4 separate regions of the Sus scrofa genome follow, and all the other regions are linked to region 4. A link is a contact called in public HiChIP or PLAC-seq data. All regions are on one chromosome and are shown on one strand. Each heading gives the region's core, a stretch centred on a gene start, on an enhancer-like site or on the middle of the called end of the contact. The rest is flanking DNA. Distances are from core to core; before and after follow the strand shown.

Region 1 (2,700 bases), core at 105-2,604, 200 kb before region 4:
AGAACATAAAGTCTTTTAAACATATAAATTAATGTGTAATTCCAACATCTAGAGGGAAAAATGCTTTTATAGGGACCCCTTAGTTTTGTTTTGTTTTGTTAAAATTTATAATCAAAACTCTGGAAATAGCCCTCTTGCAGCTCTTCCCTCCAAATCGTAATTGAGTCTTTGTTGTTGCCATTGCAAGTTTTTTCCTTTATGTATCAAATTATGCTAAAGAAAAGAGGGTATTTGCCTATTAAATAATAAAATACAAACTTGCATTTGTGTTAAGGAGGTAATTATCTCTAATGAGATAGCTTTTTTTTCTCTTTGAGATACATCATTTAATCAAAAGACTTTCAAACTCTGTGCTTCTTTAGTAAGTGCTCGTCTTATGTGTGAGGAAGTTGGAAATTTGAACATTTATTGCTTGGGGATTAAATTTCTTTCTACTGATTATAGTCTTAGTGGAAGTCATACCTCAGTTCCTTCTAAATCCAAGATCCTTTGAATCTGCATTGCATTTCCTCATGGCACTGTGGACGCCACGTGAGTAATGACGGCTTCTTTCCAGGGTATACACAAGAGGAGAAGATCGAGATCGCCCACAGGCACTTGATCCCAAAGCAACTGGAGCAGCATGGGCTGACTCCTCAGCAGATTCAGATCCCTCAGGTGACTACTCTGGACGTCATCACCAGGTTAGTCAGCTGTCCTGAGGCTTCAGTCATGTCCAAGCCTGGAACGTAGATTCCTGTTTGACTGGCACCTCAGAGCATCCGCTTTCCCCTGTGCAGCCAGTTCCCAGCAAACCTTTCCGTGTAACTGTCGACGTGCACAGGGCTCTGTAGGAGGCAGAGAGTCACAGAGGAAGCACTTTTAGAGTCTCTTCATAGCTAACTAAGGACTCATAGTTCAGCCAGAATTTCAACTTTTCCCTAACAGCAGCGCATGGAATTAATTTGATAAGTTAACAACCAAAAACATGGAAACTCTTGAGACACCTTTTATGCCCCAGGATCCTGAAAGTTGAATGCTCCCAAGACGTGAGATGCAGCTTCCAGACATCGGTTTGAAGTTACTCAGATTTTCTTTTCCTCCCTTTGAGAGGTTTTTTTTTTTTTTTTTTAAATCCTTAGTTTTCGTCCTTGGAATTAACACCAAACAACAGAGAAGATACTTTCCCAAGTTAGCTACCAAGTAGTTAAGCCTATGGCAAGCAGTGCATAAATTATCTGAGTAGAGTATTGCTTCATCTGACGTACAGATTGCACGTTTGACTGGAAAATGTATCCTGTTGAGAATTTCTGTCTACAATAGCCTCTCACAGTTTTCCTGGCTCAGCATTGCAGGTCCATTGCATCATCTGGCAAGTGGTGTCAGGCTGCCAGGACTCCTCCTGCAGCCTGTTCCCAGTAACCACTGGTTTTCAAAGGAGGGGAAGTCTCTCTCTGTTTTGAACTTTGACTTAGAGTTTGGCCAGTCAGACTGCTTTTTGATCGAAGCCAGCCTCCTTATGAAAGTCTCTTTGGAAGTCGGTTTAAATTTACATGCGAAACAGTAAGACTCAGTCTGACCTGGGAGTTCCTTTTCTTGTGACTTACTGGGTAGATGATGCCAGAGGAAATAAAACAGGTGATTTATACACCAAAGTCTTCCAAAAATATCATTATTCCAGATAACACCCCTGATGTCTTTGGGTAACTTTCAATAAGTCACTGAACCCTTTTTGATAGCTTCCCCATCTGTAATATATGAGCAATAGAGAAAAATAGCCATTCATAGCTTATCTGGATCTAAATGCGAATGACTTGAGGAGTAATTGCTATTTGTATTTCCCAGTTGTTGTCTGGAGAACGATTTCTTTTTCTTTTTCTTTTTTTATTCTTTTTTAGAGCACTATATTTTTTTATGTATTTTTTGGCCGCATTCTTGGCATGTCAAGGGTCCTGGGCCAGGGATTGAACCCGAGCCACAGCTTCAGTCTACATCACAGTTGGGGCAACGCTGGATCCTTAACCTACCTGTCACAAAGGAACTTCCGTGTTTCCTTTTCATGTACTTGTTCACTCAAAACATCAGATATTGAAAGCTGTGAACATCAGGAAATTTCTCTGAGCAGTTTTCATATTTTTAAAAAACAGCACAGGTATTTGCTACACCAAGCAGGTTTTGGATATTTAGTGAGTTACCCAACTTCAGACATAGTTTTTCATCTTTCCCGTGTTTTTCGTCTTCTCCTATGTGGTAGTCAGACCCATAGAGTTCAGCAGGCAGAGAGGGAGTCCTAGAAGTCACCCCCTCCCTCTTGGCTCCCAGCGTAACTAGCCTGCTTGAATTACAGTGGTTACTGTAAACTCCTCTTTGGTGAGTAAATGTCACTGTTATAAAATAATCTTTATATTTACCTCCCTCTCATTTTCTCATTCTGCCCTATACATACACCTAGAATCTAAGTATACTCCCTTTCTTGTACAGCCCTTCTGGCATTAAAAAAAAAAAAAAAAAAAAAAAAAAAAAAAAAAAGGCTGTCATCCCATAAATGCTCTATTCTTCAAGTTAAACATTCCTATTATCTTTTTATCATTCCTCTCAACCTACTTTAAAGACATTTTACTCTGCTGATTAGTCTTTTTCTGAGTGATTCCTCTAATGTCAGTGTCTCTTTTAAAATTAAACATCCAGAATGGAACTGAGTATTTCAGATGTAGCCTAAAT
Region 2 (2,772 bases), core at 68-2,567, 250 kb before region 4:
AACCATTCTAGGACATACCAGCCAAAAGGGTATATCTAAAGTTATCCAAAGGGTATTTTTTCTTCTTCTTTTTTTTTTTTTTTTTGGTCTTTTTGCCTTTTCTAGGCCCGCTCCCGCTGCATATGGAGGTTCCTAGGCTAGGGGTTGAATCGGAGCTGTAGCCACCGGCCTACGCCAGAGCCACAGCAACGCTGGATCCGAGCCGGGTCTTCGACCTACACCACAGTTCACGGCAATGCCGGATCCTTAACCCACTGAGCAAGGCCAGGGATCGAACCCGCAACCTCATGGTTTCTCATCGGATTCGTTAACCATTGCGCCATGACGGGAACTCCCAGAGGGTAGTTCTAAAGCTTCCCTTTTAACTTCCAGTGTTTCCCAACCAGATAGTTATTAAAGCTAAAAACTCTTAAAAATTAAAATAATACAGAAGCTGTTCATCACTAGAACATCAAGCCATCAAATTACAAGTTACGTTTATGCAGAAATCAGGGTCACGCAGTGACTGGTAATAACTAAGGAAGATTAAGCCCATGGTAGACTGATTTCAGGTATGGTTACACCTTGCTCATCTAGACTTCTGGGAGGGGAGCGCACATGCATTAACTATTGGACTCTCTAATTCTGGGTTTGCCTTGTTTTGGTTAACTCTGGATTGAACAAAAAGCTCTTCCCTTCACCCCATTTTGTTTCAGAGCTTACTGAAACACATTATGAAATGTAGTCTTCGGTTTCCTCTTGCTGAAATCCAGTGACCAAACTGGAGCTACGCAGGTCGATTTTTTTGTCTTTTTTTTTTTTTTAGGGCAGCGTCTGGAGGCCTTATTATGACAAACACCACTGACTGAGGAAAGATGTGTAGGGCAAATGCGCACAGTCTGTGGAATTTGTACCAGATGTGGCATTTGCAGTGACACATCGCTAGGGGTGAACAGCAGTGGGAAAGTAGAAAATCTGGAGCTGTACCTGTGGTGGTGCTGAAAGGAAGAACCCCTTGAAGAAAGAAACTTCAGTTTAAGGACAGGAGTGAATACAGTATTTAGGGATGAAGGGGAGAGAGGGGGAAATAGATGTTCCCTTCCTTTTCCTGGGTAATCCTCCTGGGGCCACTGTCCTGTAGACACAGCTCGGGGCTTCTTCCTCTTATTCTTTCCCTCTCCCCACTTTGAATCCATGGGGGTCACTTAGGGACCCAGGTGGGTTGGAGAGTCATTTCAAAACATGCTTCTGTCATTGCCGAGGAAGGAAACGGGGAAGTGTGGCAAATCTCTCAATGGCTTTTAATTGACAGAAGGGACTGTCACTTCCTTTCAGGTTTCATGGTTCAAGGCCAGACCCATAGCCATATCCGTGTTGAAAAGGAGAAAGAACAGCCCTATCCTGTGCCCAGTAGGAAAGGAGAACTTTGTCAGCGGGCCCAGTGACTATCAATTACTGAAAGTGTGCCTTGAGCTTCATCTGTCTTAATCCAGGATATACCCTGGAAGGTGTTTTTTTGTTTTTGTTTTTGTTTTGTTTTGTTTTTTAAGTCATTCAATCAGTGCTCAGATTCTGGTTAATCCAATGTTCTACTGAAAAACAGTTATTTCAGCTACTGATTGGCTAACATGGTAGCATCAGTCATGTTAAATCTCCAGAATTTGACCATTTCATCGTGATTGTGTAAGAGACTGTCCCGTGTCCTTAAGAACAAGGGTCTTGAGGTCTGCAGTTGATTCTAAAATGTCCGCAGTAATTGTATGAGGTTGGGGAGGGAGAAAGCAAATGTGGGAAAATGTTAAAATTGGTGAATTCGGTGCAAGGGGTTTATTGTACTATTGTAGCTTTTCTATACATTTTGATTTTTTCAAAATGAAATAATACATTAACTTACACATTTACAGAGCCTCTCATGAACAGTAGTATTGTCCACTCTTGAGCCATTTTCGCTTTTCACACTGACCAATGTTTTAAAAGTACATCTCTTTTCCTCTGCGTCCTGTAAAAGTGCTTGGACAACAATCATCAGTGATCTTTCAAAAACAGAGACTTTCCCTGAGGGGCCCAAACATGAAACCTGTATGACAGTATGATTTTTTTCAGTTCACAAATGATAGCAGATGTCACTGAGAAAACTTTTTTCCTCTTGCAGTTGGTCGAAATGTTGGATATGTCTGTCCCTGCGGTTGCTAAATTGAGGCGGCTTTTAGATAGTCTGCCAAGGGAGGCTTTACCAGATATCCTGACATCAATTATCCGAACAAGCAACAAAGAGAAGCTCCAGGTACGTTGTTCCCCTCTGGAATGCCACATGGCTTTGTCACTTCTTTTTTTTTTTTTGTCTTTTTGCTATTTCTTGGGCCGCTCTCGCGGCATATGGAGGTTCCCAGGCTAGGGGTCTAATTGGAGCTGTAGCCACCGGCCTACGCCAGAGCCACAGCAACGCGGGATCCGAGCCGAGTCTGCGACCTACACCACAGCTCACGGCAACGCCGGATCGTTAACCCACTGAGCAAGGGCAGGGACCGAACCCGCAACCTCATGGTTCCTAGTCGGATTTGTTAACCACTGCGCCACGACGGGAACTCCGGCTTTGTCACTTCTTACTCGGATCTAGTAAGTGTTGCCTTGCAGGTAAGAGGTACTGGAGACCCACAGAAGTAGTTAAGATGCTTTTACACGTAAATGGACTTTTAAAAGTGATTGCTTTACATTTTCAGATATTCAGGCTGTTCTTTTATTTGCATTATCAGTACTGGCAGTTTGTCAATTTATGGAAAAAGTGAAAATGAG
Region 3 (2,716 bases), core at 99-2,598, 230 kb before region 4:
CGTCTGCAATCTACACCACAGCTCATGGCAACGCCGGATCCTTAATCCACTGAGCGAGGCCAGGGATTGAACACGCATCCTCGTGGATGCTAGTCGGGTTTGTTAACCACTGGGAACTCCGACAGATTTCTGTTTTAAATCTTCACTGAAATTGATATAAAATTTGTTCACTTTTTTCAAGTGAGTATACCTTTGTGTATGTGGCTGTCATTAAGAGAACTGAATCTAAAGAAGATAAAAATTTCTTCTTTTTTTTTTTTTTCCTTTTTATGGCCACACCTATGGCATATGGAAGTTCCCTGGCAAGGAGTCAAATGGGAGCTACAGCTACAGCAATGCCAGATCTGAGCCACATCTGTGACCTACACTGTAGCAATGCTGGATCCTAAACCCACGGAGCAGAGCCAGGGATTGATCGCACATCCTCATGGATACAACATCAGGTCCTTAACCCACTGAGCCATAATGGAAACTCCAAGAATTTCTTTTCTTTTTTTTTTTTTTTTCTTTTTTTTTTCCTTTTTAGAGCTGTACCTGAGGCACGTGGAGGTTCCCAGGCTAGGAGTCGAATTGGAGCTACAGCTGCCAGCTTATGCCACAGCCACACTTGGGACCTAAACCATGTCTGTGACCTACACCACAGCTCACAGAAACTCCGGATCCCTAACCCACTGAGCAAGGCCAGGGATCGGATCCATATCCTCATGGATCCTAGTTGGGTTCCTTAACTGCTGAGCCAGGAAGGGAACTCCAAGAATTTATTTTCTTTATTGAGTCTTTTGTGAAGGGAGCTTTTGTATGTGTAAGTATAAGGTTTTTAGAAATGTATGGTGCATATTGAGGTTATAATCATTGCCAAATAAAAAGTATGTGAATTTGTCTTTTGAGTCATTCTGAAAGCCTGATTTCCGATACACCTTGCTGGTAAGTAAGTACTCCCTAGCCGTCACTGTACCAGACGTTTCATTAAACACTCCAACAACCTGCCCTTGTGCTGTTGGGGTCTTACTCCCCACCCACCCTCTCAATTATCAAAGCCTGGAGAAAATTACGTGAAAACCGGTTTGGAAGCAGGTAGAGAGGGGGCTGTGGTTAACTAGAGGGATGGAGGGATTGGGAGCAGACTGTGCGCCTGTGTCAGAGGTAGGGGTCGAGGAGGCGACTGGAGGGGAGAAAGAACAGTAGAGGATTAGAGCATGACCAGGGGTGGGGTGTGCAGGAACAAGTGGTTCCATGTGACAGTTGAGGCATTTTGGGAACACCCAGGTCATGGCATTTAAGTACTGGTCACATGCTCACAAGCAGAGTTCAGGCGAAGTTTTGTTTTTGCTCAGCCTGAGTAGGCAGCACTGTTCTGCAGCCTTAAAATAGCCAGGGGAAAACAGAGCTGCTTTCTGTTGTCTGTCCTGCTTATTCTCTCGATCCTGTTGTTGACTTTCCCTTTTTGCCCTGCATGGAGCTCCAGCCTTTTGGTAGAAGTACCTGTTTATGTGAAGGAAGATGCTAATACATTCGGAATTGATTTTAAAATCAACCTAAGACATGTCTTTCAGCGTGAAAGTGATCACGAGGCGGGAGATGGGGAAGAAAAAGAAAGACTCGCTTTACGTTTAAATCTGAAACTGGGAACATTATAGGGATCCGACTAAACATTGGCCCATTGTTTTGGTTGATATTATTTTGAGTGGATTAAAGGAAGAATAGTCATATTTATGCTGCATATTAACTAATGCATTTTTTCCAGTCTTAGCCTTTCTCATTTCTCATTATCTCCGTTGGGACTTTTCTAACTACCTTATAAGCCACAGAATGTCTGTTCTCATCTGTCAGTTTTTATGACTTACATTTTTATTTTTAAATCAGTTCATAGGCAGTAAGTATAAAGTGACTTCTTTTAGAATGAAGTTTTATGAAATCATGTTCATGTAACATTCTTTTCTCCATTAGCTGTTCCTCGGTGAATTATATTACTCTTGTGATAGTTCTCAAGTTATTGGTGACGGTAATTCTTTGGAAGTCGCTTACCAAGTGTTTGTTCAGATGATAAAATTTTATCGCTGCCAGGAATCCTTGGCTCAGTTTTCAAACAGAAGAGAAGAAAAATCAACTTTTGCCTTCTCCATTCTTAAATTTTCGTCTGTAACCCGAAATGGCCATGCTTTAAATATTAAATTAGCTCTTTCATTCTTAATCTCTACAAGGGAAAAATAACTGAAGCAGCACGCTTTTAATATATATTTAGCCTAGTGTGCCAGACACATTGCAGTGTGCTCACTAGCCTCCTTATAACCTGTATTTGCATACAGCGCCTCTCTGCCTCTAAACCTTACCGGTTTCTCTTGAGGCCCCAACGCAAGGCTTCCTCCTTTAAGATAAGTGCAGTCGGCTGTGCCCTGCTCTCCTCTGCACTGACCACTTACTGTCTGTTGTGCTCTTTGAATGACTAAATAATACAGGCCTCTGGCATTGCTAATACATACCTGGAGAGAGAAAGTGTAAACATATGAAGCAGGAGCTCTGTAGGATAGGGGTTTTCCCACACCTTCTGCTCCTTTGTGTCACCCGGTGCTGTCGCCACCGCACCAGACATGGCCGAGTAGTAAGTGATCCCTAAGTGCTGTGTGCATTCAGGTCAGATTAAAATGTGATTACGTGTTGGAAGTCATGCAGTCCTTTAGATGAGTGCGTCCAAACAAGTGACTGTCTAAGAAGATTT
Region 4 (2,774 bases), core at 65-2,564:
GGAGGAAAGGCAGGGAGGACAGAGGGAGGGAAGGATAGAAGGGAGGAAAAAAAAGGAGGAAGGAAGAAGGAAATCTAAAGCCTACGAGGTACCACAGGGTGAATCTGTTTGAGGGGAGGGAAGAATTGGGAGGGTGAGAATAACACGACTGTATGAAATAGATGATTAATAAGAACCTGGCGTATAGGCGTTCCTGTTGTGGCTCAGTGGTTAACAAACCTGATTAGCATCCATGAGGATGCGGGTTTGATCCCTGGCCTTGCTCAGTGGGTTAAGGATCCGGTGTTGCCGTGAGCTGTGGTGTAGGTCACAGATGCAACTCGGATCCCACATTGCTGTGGCTGTGGTGTAGGCTGGCGGCTTCAGCTCTGTTTGAACCCCTAGCCTGGGAACCTCTATATGCCACAGGTGCAGCCCTAAAAAGCAAAAAAAAAAAAAAAAAAAAAAAAAAAAATCCCTACTGTATAGCATAGGAAAATCTTTGTAAAAAAGAATGGCTCTATTTGTATGTATGACTGATTTGCTTTGCTGTACACCTGAAATGAATACAACATTGTAAGTCAACTCCACTCCAATAACATTAAATTTTAAAAATAAAGCATACGGGGCAAGTTGCCGCCAGCTAGCTCAGCCATCAACTGTCTCGGGGTGAGATGCAGGGAGGCCTGGGCCCCTTCCTGCCAGATGATTCCAGAGGTACGGAGGCATCTCAGCCATCCCCCAAGACCTGGGTTCCTCTCACACCCCCATGCAGGTTTGCCCCGGGAGCCTGATGAGGCCTTAAGCTCCAGCATCTCCATCCCAACTACAGCAACACCTTGGGCATCTCCTTCACCTTCCCTGGGAAAGCTGCGGGGGGCTGGGGGTCCACCTGGCACAGGGGGATGACTCAGAGGTGCTGAGAGGACCAAACAATCCATCGCCCTGGCCCGAGGCTTTTTGTTTCCCTAAAGCCCTCTCCCAGCCAGTGACTCACCCCCCAACCCCCACCGCCCTAGACCAGCTGCTCAGAGCTGCGTCACCAACTGTTGAGGGGGAGGGGGCGTCTGGCATCCAGGTCCAGACAAGCCAGGCTCCCCCCTGCCCCTGCTCTGAGAAGCCCCAAGTTCTTCCTGAGTTTTGGGCAGATTCCCAGAGGCCTTGCTTTCTCGTGGTTGGTTTTGGCCTTTGCTCTTTCTTCTATGTCTGCTGTCTCTGTTCTGCCCTTTGCCCGTTTCTTTCTTTTTTTTTTTTCTTTTTGGTCTTGCCCATGTGGCATGCGGAAGTTCCCTATCCAGGGTTCAAAAATGCACCACAAGCTACTGCCGTGACGACACTGGATCCTTAACCCACTGAGCCACAAGGGGACTCCCACCCTTTGTCGGTTTCTATTTCAAAAGATAAAAAGCTATTCTCACCCAGGGTTCAGGAGTGAGAGCTCGTCCGAGGCATCAAGCGAAAGGGTCACACATGGGCCACACACCAAACCCTTAAAATAGTCAAGGGCCTTCCTGGCCCTCTCCCAGCTCCTCCCCTGGGCTGCCTCCACAGCTGGGCTTTCCCCCTCCCTCTGTAGGCCAGGAGGCTCTCCGGAGTCCCTGTTCCCCTACTTACCATCCAGACCTCTCAAAATGCACCCCAGACAGCCCGGCTGCTGGTTTGACAGGAGCCGCTGTCTGCTGGAGGCAGGTGCGTTTTACTTAAGCGTTTGTACTAAAGGGGACATCAACAGCGTGAACGGTGCACACAACGTATTGTATCACCCGAACATATCCATGTCACTTGCACTCTGACCAAAAATGGAGTGCAGCTGGCACCTAGAAGCCCCCTCCTGCCCTCCTTCCCCAAGGAGACCACCCTCTTGACTCCCAGTGGCACAGAGGGATTTCTCCTGGATCTATTCTTCAGTGGCTTCACCTGGTATGCGCTTCTTTGCATCTGACCTCTTCTCAACATCCTGTTCCTTGTGCGGGGCCATAGATCTTTATTCTCATTGCTGCAGAGTATACCATTATGTAACTATATCACAATTTATTCTAGTTTTGTTTTGTTTTGTTTTTGGCCATGCCCACAGCATTCGGAAGTTCCCAGGCCAGGGATGGAACTTTGGCCACAGCTTCGACCCAGGCCACAGCTGAGACAACCCCAGCTCCTTAACCCCCAGAGTGAGTGGGGAACTCCAGTTTATTCTACCCTTGATGGGCACTGGGGCTGTTTCCAGGTTGGGGCTGTTACTTATAGCATCGCCATGAAAGGTCACATGTGTGTCTTTGGGTGGATTTCCACTGGGAGTGGGATAGCTGGGTCCTAGGAGATGCACCTGTTTCCAAACAGTTTTCCAAAGTGGTTGTAACAATTTGCACTGCCGTCATGGATTTATGGCCAAGAGTTCCAGTTGCTCCCCACCCTCACCAGCACTTGATATTTTTCCTTTCATTTCAGCTTTTCTGTTGTATATAGCTGAGGTATGTTTAAAGAAAATTTTTTTAATACCATTTGACTATTTTTACCCATTTTGCTTACCCACACACCCCACCTCTGGGAGCCACTAATCTGTTCTCTGTATCTATGAGTCGGTTGTGCTTTTTTAAGATTCCACGTAGAAGTGAGGTCATACAGTGTTTGTCCTTTTCTGTCTGACTTATCTCACTTAACATAATGCACGCCCTCATTGTCCATCTCTGTGGTCACAAATAGCAGGATTTCCTTCTTTCTCATGGCTGAATAATGTTCCATTGTGTGTGTGTGTGTATACACACATATTTATTTATTCGTGTATTTACTTATTTTTATTT

What was found. HiChIP or PLAC-seq counts read pairs in DNA pulled down with a chosen protein or histone mark.
Region 1: a contact with region 4 is called in an H3K27ac HiChIP or PLAC-seq map of alveolar macrophages. The contact joins two enhancer-like sites. A contact is called at or near these places in 1 of 47 Hi-C or Micro-C datasets (liver) and 2 of 2 datasets of contacts at active chromatin or transcription factors (alveolar macrophages and skeletal muscle).
Region 2: an H3K27ac HiChIP or PLAC-seq map of alveolar macrophages shows a contact between it and region 4. The contact joins two enhancer-like sites. A contact is called at or near these places in 3 of 5 promoter capture datasets (fetal liver, liver and skeletal muscle) and 2 of 2 datasets of contacts at active chromatin or transcription factors (alveolar macrophages and skeletal muscle).
Region 3: a contact with region 4 is called in an H3K27ac HiChIP or PLAC-seq map of alveolar macrophages. The contact joins two enhancer-like sites. A contact is called at or near these places in 1 of 47 Hi-C or Micro-C datasets (embryonic fibroblasts) and 2 of 2 datasets of contacts at active chromatin or transcription factors (alveolar macrophages and skeletal muscle).

The regions. Positions count from the first base shown.
Region 1 is chr6:36,411,820-36,414,519 of Sscrofa11.1, reverse strand. It overlaps LONP2 (lon protease homolog 2, peroxisomal), which reads left to right. Exons shown (of 15, transcript XM_005664451.3): 10 at 557-683. Among named protein-coding and RNA genes, the nearest start is that of ABCC11, 49 kb to the left of the region's middle. Within about 2 kb of position 1,354, at least 35 of the 83 cell types and tissues checked have an H3K27ac peak or open chromatin away from gene starts, as enhancers often do. A contact at or near this core is called in alveolar macrophages, where this site is marked.
Region 2 is chr6:36,454,251-36,457,022 of Sscrofa11.1, reverse strand. LONP2 (lon protease homolog 2, peroxisomal) reads left to right here. Exons shown (of 15, transcript XM_005664451.3): 3 at 2,132-2,263. Among named protein-coding and RNA genes, the nearest start is that of ABCC11, 6.6 kb to the left of the region's middle. Within about 2 kb of position 1,317, at least 2 of the 83 cell types and tissues checked have an H3K27ac peak or open chromatin away from gene starts, as enhancers often do. A contact at or near this core is called in alveolar macrophages, where this site is marked.
Region 3 is chr6:36,434,158-36,436,873 of Sscrofa11.1, reverse strand. The region is part of intron 7 of LONP2 (lon protease homolog 2, peroxisomal); the gene reads left to right. Among named protein-coding and RNA genes, the nearest start is that of ABCC11, 27 kb to the left of the region's middle. Within about 2 kb of position 1,348, at least 40 of the 83 cell types and tissues checked have an H3K27ac peak or open chromatin away from gene starts, as enhancers often do. A contact at or near this core is called in alveolar macrophages, where this site is marked.
Region 4 is chr6:36,206,976-36,209,749 of Sscrofa11.1, reverse strand. No RefSeq gene overlaps it. Among named protein-coding and RNA genes, the nearest start is that of N4BP1, 86 kb to the right of the region's middle. Within about 2 kb of position 1,314, at least 14 of the 83 cell types and tissues checked have an H3K27ac peak or open chromatin away from gene starts, as enhancers often do. A contact at or near this core is called in alveolar macrophages, where this site is marked.